Linked DNA regions of Arachis hypogaea: region 2 is linked to region 1. The links are chromatin contacts, called in public Hi-C maps. All regions are on one chromosome and are shown on one strand. The core of a region is the stretch at or near the end of the contact, and the rest is flanking DNA. Distances in the headings are between cores, read along the strand shown.

Region 1 (3,897 bases), core at 658-3,157:
ATTCTTGATCATAATAAGATGAATATTCATCCCCAGGATTCACTGTCGTTTGATGGGGTACGTTTTCTCATCTCTGTTTGCCTCAAGTTCACTAGAATTTGGAGAATCTAGAGATAGTGGATATTGTTATTCTGATTATGATCAGTATTTGAGAATATTTAGGGGGATACACAGGGGTATTAGGGTCTTTACACTACTGAGTCAGTTATGAATCTGTTGGTGATAGTTGTCCTTTCTTGGTAGGATTTTCCTTCTGGCTCAGGAGTTGAGGATGACACAATAAGCGAAGCATCTGTCTCAGACCTTTCTCGATTTGTTCCGAAGATGCCTCCATCCCCTTCTATGCCTCATGTTATAAGCATTGGACAGCTTATGGAATCGGTACTCTCTCTCATGTTTGTGTATTTATCATGAAAGAAGCTCCTTCTACACGTAAACTCGCTTAGTTTTGCATTTATTTATAAGTGGACTTAGTTTTCTTAATGATGCATTTGTTGAATGTGACTCACCAATGTTCCTATAGTAGCTCAATAAATAAGCACATCCACTGCTTTTCAGGCACTAGAGGTAGCTGGTCAAGTGGCAGGGTCGACCGTCTCGACCTCACCCCTTCCATACAACGCCATGGCCAGCCAGTGCGAGAAGCTCGGGACATATGCAAGGAAGAAGCTTTCGAATTGGCTGACTTTTGAGAATCATCATTGCAGTCCAGCTGCTGATAAATATCTTCCTCCAATATGTGATAACTGGAAATCAGCACTTGAAAAGGTTTGTTCTGTATCTAATTCTAATGTGTTCTACTGTCAATTTAATAAAATCACTGCAGATATGAAATAATTACTTTTTGCATATAATCATGGAATTTCGAAATGTTGTTGTACTTATAAACTATTTTTTAACCTAAAGTTTACGATTATATTATAATTTGTTAAAAGTGTATATTGGGTGCAGGAAGTGAAGAGTGGAGAGAATAGGCAAGTAGCGGCAGCGTCGCCGAGGGAGCCATGGCTGGCAATGAAGCTGCCTCCTGCTAGTCCCTTTGACAATTTCCTCAAGGCCGCTGGCTGTTAACATATTATGTTAAATCTTGTTTCTTTCTAATTAAGTGTGCTAACATTTTGTATAGGGCACTAACTAACACGCTAAACTTGAATTGAAGGGTGAATGCTCCTTGTAAGGGTTACTCAATTATCAATTCTAACTGCATTATTGTCTATGGAATGGTACTGTTTAGGTGGGGAAAGAGTGTTTTATATGTCACTCTTTCTTATTCTTATCTAAGACACGTCCTGTTATGAAGTCAACTGGATAGGGTTTCTTCAATTATTAATTACAATTAGTAGCACTATATGATGGCACATGTACGGATCCATAAGACCATATCTGCTATCAAGGATTGTGTAATTTAAACAGCTGTTTTTAATTATGGTGATGATTGTTAGAGTAGGGTTACCACTCCTACCATCATATTTAATGGGCAAGGCGGTGGTTAAATGTCAATGATTTTTGTTGTTTAAATAACATTTTTCTAAGCTGAACAAAACAATTGCACACTCCGAAGAGAAAAAAAGGCATCATTATTTTTTTTTCTCCTTTTCTAATAAATACCATTGAGCAGAAATCAATACATAATATAATCAAGTGTTTAGACTTGCATTGATTTATTTAAGTTAACAAGGTTGGCAAAACAGTTACTGATAAATGTGAAATTGAGTGTAATTTGAATATTAATAAACAATTCTTAATTAATAAGAAAAACTAGTGTATTAATTCAGTAATTCAATGAATTAAGGATATAATTGATAAATTAATAATAAATTTTGGATGGGGAGCAAAGACTGAGTCCAAGAACAAGACTACGCCATGTAAAAATTTATGGGCTGGGTCTACACTTGTGTTATGTAATACAGGTACTAGCTGACTGATTGAGTGAACGTGTGTGAGACTCAGTGTTTGAGAGGGAGAAAGGGAAAGAGAGAAAAAGAGAGAGTATAGAAAAATAAGGGGTTTTCAAATTATATATATGCGTGATATTTTAGTAATTGCATATTAATGGGTATTAGATACTCACGGGATGGGATCTCTTTTCGTGCCGTTGCGGGTGGAAAAATCTCCCCATATTCATTTTTTGATAGATAAATTTATCAAAATACTCGTCCTGTCGAAAAAAGTTACCATTTCTACTAGCTATTTTTGTCCCCATTCTAAAAGGTGTTTAAATGAGTTTTTCATATATGTAAAGTATTATAAATAAGAGTTGTTTATATATAATTTTGGTTAAAAGTTTTTAAGAAAGTAAAATGAGATCTTTATTTGTAGAAAGGAGGATGGAAAGGAAAAAAAAGTAGAATGACGAGAAAACATTAACCTTATTAAGCACCATGTCATACAAAGAGAATACACTAATGAGCAAAAATGAAGAACATATAAATTAAAATAAGGGTATTGCTATTGTAACCATTGAAAAAGAGAAAGTACCGAGCAACTATGTTATAACCCAACTCAATCAATTTTTCTATAATTTTTATTTTTTTTTGAAAAATTCATACACAAATTATCTTAATTTCAATTTACTCCTACTCACCACATAAAATCACAAACTCTAGTCGCTCTCTTCCAATAATCAATGTTGTGTTTTTCTTTTTCCAATATCCCACACTATCACGGTTTCATCGTGGCGCCTCCACCGCACTGCCGCAACATCGACAAGAGTTCGCGCGACTCCATTGTTGTTGCATACCGTCACAGCCTCCACTCACGGTGCATGCCTTGCGACGCAAATCAACACACTACAACGTCGTCACTTCATCGTCGCACCACCGCTTAGTCTTCTAGAGATCACTAGCCCCTCCTCCGTCACAAAACCAGTAGCCGCCGCCCCCACTGCCACTCACGAACCTACGCTCATACCCTTGTCCTCGTGTCGTCGTCCTCCATTGCGTCGTCGCTGTTGTGCCCTCCACCACCGTCGGTTTTTTGTGATTTGGATTTTTTCGATGTGATTTGAATGTTTTTTCAAGTAATTCGAATGTTTTTTGGTATAATTTGGATGTTTTTTTAGTATATTGTGGATGTTTTTTCATGTAAAGTGAATATTTTTTCTATAAAATTTGGATGTATTTTTTGACATAATTTAGATTTTTTGGTATATTATGAATGTTTTTTCATCCTTTAATAAAAAGTTTATTGAGGTTTAGAATGTGAATGTTTTTTTTTAAAAAAAACATCCACAACATTAAGAATAAATTTAATATAATTTAAATTTTTTTATATAATTTAAATATTTTTTTAATATATTGTAAATTTTTCTCCATGAATCTTAAAATACGTCCAAATAAGAGTTGATTGAAATTAGTTACATTTCTTATTAGTTAACAAAATTGATTATAAAAGAGGGACAATTTTTATTTTATTTTAATTGTTATCCCAAATCATCTTCTCCATAACTTTTTTTGTTTCATCTAATGTTTGACTTGCATTTTTTTTCTTGTCCCACACCCATCCAAATTCTTTTCTCTGGCTGGCCAAAATTATATAGTTTACTTAAAGTTCTGACATTGTGTAGCATGCATAAATTAATAATCTTGTTTCAGTTTATAAAATACTCTCATTATTCATTTCTCTTTCTCAGTATTTTATCTAAGATTTTAAAAACTCAATCGAATATCGAATCAATAAAATTAGAAGTTTAATAGTTTAAAAGTCTAAATTCAAAACTCAACGAGAGTTGATCCAAATTTGATATAACAAAATAATATTTTATATATTAATTATATATATAATTTTTTAAAAATATTTTTATAATTTTAAATTGATTTATTATTAAAAATTAGGCTGATTCAACTAATTTACTGATTTGTTGATCGTTTTTTTTAACGGATTCATTAAAAACTAATT
Region 2 (4,235 bases), core at 952-3,451, 130 kb after region 1:
GAACTACTAATTTCCTGTCTTATTTTCACAAAAGATAAAACCTTTCTTTAGAGTTAAAAAAAAAAGGAACACTTCAGTCTCTGTCCCTATTTTCACAATATAATGCGATTTTTCTGTGTATTTCTCTATTAAGTGCTAATAGAATTTATTGTTCAACTGTCACGTTAACCTGCTGAATTGGATGTTAAGTGTTAGTATAAAAAGAATTATTTATGTCGGCAAACATGAATATGGATAATGATTTTGAGAAGAGGGATTTAGATGAGAATCGTGATTTTAGAAAAAAATGTAGTTAATTCTGCAAAAAGAATGAGAAGAAAAATTATACAACTATTAGTAACAAAAAAGAATATGATTAATTTGTTATAGAAATTTTTTTTAATATTGCGTCAATCCGCATTGTTACTTAAGGTCCACATAAGCAACTTATATGTCATGTAGAGGATTCCATTAAATGCAAAGAAGTTCACCAACAAAGTCAACTTATCTCATAGCATCGAATAACTAGGGTTGTGATGGATTTTTTTCTTTTTTTTTAGAAACCTCAAGAAATTAAACCTAGAAATTTTGTAGGGCCATATTGAATATTTTCTCTAAATAAATACACCATCCATTCTATGAATAGCTAGTTAAACTTTTTTGTAAATATTTAAGGCTTTACCCCTAAAATTGTGTATAGTAAAATGTGGTAATATATTTTGATACTTTTACTTTTTTTCAAATGAATAAAACCAATTGTAACCACATTTTTCTTTCCTTCACCTATTTCTTTTTTCTTTCTCAAATACAAAATTTTGTCCAAATAACTTTTTCTCTAATAAATAAAAAAAATCATACATCTACGAATTTAGCTTTATACAAAAAATTCCACTACGAAATATTAATCGTTGTTATTTATATTGAACATCCAAGACGACTAAAAAAAGTGATCAATGAATCATTTGTGAAAATTAAAAAATCATTCTCCTACTAATTCGTTGCATGTTAAAACGAATTACATGTAAATTTTGAATTCGCCTTAAAGTGTAACGAATTACATAGAAATAAAATAAAACATTTAATTTATACGTACAAATTTTAATATATTTGTATAATATATGATGAAAACCATTTTATATAAGTAAATTATCCTTCAAAAAATCATCTCTAGCTATCAATCTAAAATACTTTTAAAAATATAGATTTTATTGCATTTTTTATAAATAAAATTTTAAAAAATGAGATATTATTTATATCTTTAAATTTATGATAATTTTATGCTAGTGGATTATGTTTCTAAGCTAATGGCCAAATATTAAAAAAAAAAGAGAAAAGGAAGGCTAGAGATCAATTGATCAAAATGAGATATACATTTATGCCTTTAAATTTATATATATATATATATATATATATATATATATATATATATATTATTTTACATAGCTTTACAGCAAAACAATAAACTATCCGAATAATAAACATTTTAAATATTACAATGAAAATTTTCACAAAAATATAAAAAAAATTTCTCATGAATACTAAATGTATATCCTTATTTATTAGTAATTAGCATAGTTATTTAAATAAATAATTATTCAAATCTTTTCAAAATATATTGAATCAAATACATGAATTATTGTTTGTTATTTCATTTACGCTAAAAATTTACTATAAATAAAAAAAGGTCTAAGATGCTAACATTTATTCAATAAAATTAACTTAAAAATCAGCTAACAATTGAAACATCGGAAAGAAACATTTGAAAGTAAAACAGTAAAAACGTAAAAAAAAATTCAAGCAAAAAAGAACATCTAAAAGTAAAAAAGACGAAACTAATTTATTGCTTAAAGTTTAATATTTATATTATAAAATTTATAATTTAAGATTTAAGATTTAGAGTGATTGCAGAGGATGATGAGAAAGAAAAAATAGTGGATGATTTGTGGTAATTAGTGAAATTATAGTATTGAGAGAAAAAAAATCTAAAGAGAAAAAAAGAATAAAGAAAAAATATTTTTTAAAACAGAAAAAAAATATAAGTGAGTGAACTTATTTGGTTATAACTCATTAATTATTGGGTGAAGTTGGCTTATTTTTATAGTACAAAATATAAATAATAACATAGCTCCTCTTCTTAGAAAAAAAAACGAAACAAGTAACAAAAAATCAGTTTAATCTCATTAGTAACAGTAACTACCTCTCTCCATTTAATTTGTCCTGTTTATCTTTTATTTTTATTTTTTTCTTTTTTGTGTAGAGTACTTACTCTCTAGCTAACTAAGTAGCCTCCCTTGTGAAAGAAACTGAACACGCTAAGTTGTATAGTGTGGTCTCTTTCCAGGTGGCGTAACTGACTTACCCCTTCTCCATCCAATTTTGTATAATACACACACTCACACACTCCCTTATCCTTTTTCTTTTTCTCCTTTTTATAATCAAACACCATTTATTTACATGGAGGATTTTTACATCAAGTTGAGCAACAATAATAATAACAATTTCGAAGCTTGTTCTTCGGAGGAGGATGTTGTTGTAACCGCTTCTAAGTTGCATCTAACAGAAGCTACTACGAGCGTGGGCGTGGGTAGTAACTACCTCCTTCAACTTGCAGCACCCGACCCAGATATGTCGGATCCGGTTATTAAGGCTCAGATCGCCAACCATCCCCGCTATCCCGATTTGCTCTCTGCTTACATTCAATGTCAAAAGGTTCTTTCAATTCCTTCCATTCTATTCTTTTTTATTACACACACTTCTATTTTAGGATTCCATAGAGTTTTAATCAATATCTATTCTTTTTGTTGTGGCTCCAAAAAGGTTGGAGCGCCGCCTGAAGTGGCCTCTCTGCTTGAAGAAATAAGCCGTGAAAGTCATCCAATGGATACTCGCCGCCGTCAGATTGGAGATGATCCTGAGCTTGATGATTTCATGGTATGTACTTTATTTTTTTTTTCTATATATAAAACAAAAATCTTTTTTTACACTAAAATCAGTCATTAAAATCAGTTATTAATATGTTTGTATATAAATACATGTGTAATTTAATTTATTTTCAATGTGTGTATTTATATTTGATTTTAGTGGCTGATTTTGATGTACACGTAACATAGTCCTTATTAATAATGTTATGTTAATTTAATTTTAATACATTATCAATATAAAATAATTTTATATGTATATTTAATTATATATCATCTTATAAAAAAATATCTTTTATATTGATTAGATTGATTATCTAACAAACTTTACGGATGTGATTAAACGATTATGTAAAATATTTCATCACGTTATTAATACATCAAAATTAATCACTAATGTAAATAATTGTTAAAAGCATACATGAGTGTAAATATGATTTAGTCTTTTAAACAAGCGATCGAAAATTAAAATTTGGTTTTAGCTAAGTATGGAAATGATCTCGTGTGTCCTTAAATTAATCGATTGATAATTTACGGCAAAGTGATTAGTCACTAAAACCAAAATCTTAAAAAGAGTGCTTGTATCCTTTTCCCGATCCCTAACGTGATTGATGTATCATGTGAATAAACACATAATATTCTGATGAATGATGAGGTTAATTAATTTGGATTAATGTAGGAATCATACTGTAATGTTCTTCATAAATACAAGGAGGAGCTGTCGAAGCCATTCAACGAAGCAACCTTGTTTTTGTGTAACATCGAATCACAACTCAGCAACCTTTGTAAGGGAACACTAACAATCTCTTTGGACACCAATAATAATCATCGATCCGGTAATGATTTCTTATTCTTATCAATATATGTTGTGTAAAATTCCAAGTTAGATATGTATGTATGTGTGGCCCTTTATCTTCGTTTATTGTATTAACATTTTGTTTTTAACTGAAGATGGATGAATATGGTGTGGCCCTCTAGTGTACGTTAAAGATGAACAAGTGTTGGAATTATTTAATTAAACTTTTGCATGGAGAGGCCCACCTTAGCAGTAACTTAAATGCTCAATTGGAATCTCTGACATCAAACAATAATTCATCATTTTTGCATTGCTTTGTGTATGTATAAACCGGCTTTCACAAACGAAGAAAATTAAACAAACATTGACATTAGGTTAAATTGTACTTGAACAATGTTTTAGGCTTTTGATTTTGGTAGAAACTCACCAACACCTAACTTCATACGTGATAGTTAAAAATTATTAGATTAAATATATTTAACTAAATTATCATATAACAACTTTCAATTATCACATTAAAAAAATGTATATGATCAATTTTC

The links. Hi-C and Micro-C count contacts between places; a contact is called where the count stands out from the background.
Region 2: a contact with region 1 is called in a Hi-C map of leaf, with 1.7 times the contacts expected there. The contact joins the promoter of LOC112710724 here to the enhancer-like site in region 1. A contact is called at or near these places in 2 of 8 Hi-C or Micro-C datasets (leaf and an unstated tissue).

The regions. Positions count from the first base shown.
Region 1 is chr9:25,069,569-25,073,465 of arahy.Tifrunner.gnm2.J5K5, forward strand. LOC112710723 (protein SEMI-ROLLED LEAF 2) reads left to right here. Exons shown (of 20, transcript XM_025763112.3): 17 at 1-57; 18 at 244-381; 19 at 559-768; 20 at 952-1,426. The coding sequence ends at 1,071. Among protein-coding and RNA genes, the nearest start is that of LOC112710723, 9.2 kb to the left of the region's middle. Within about 2 kb of position 1,908, at least 2 of the 3 cell types and tissues checked have open chromatin away from gene starts, as enhancers often do.
Region 2 is chr9:25,200,176-25,204,410 of arahy.Tifrunner.gnm2.J5K5, forward strand. LOC112710724 (homeobox protein knotted-1-like 1) reads left to right here and starts at 2,202. Exons shown (of 5, transcript XM_025763113.3): 1 at 2,202-2,688; 2 at 2,797-2,910; 3 at 3,577-3,733. The coding sequence starts at 2,434.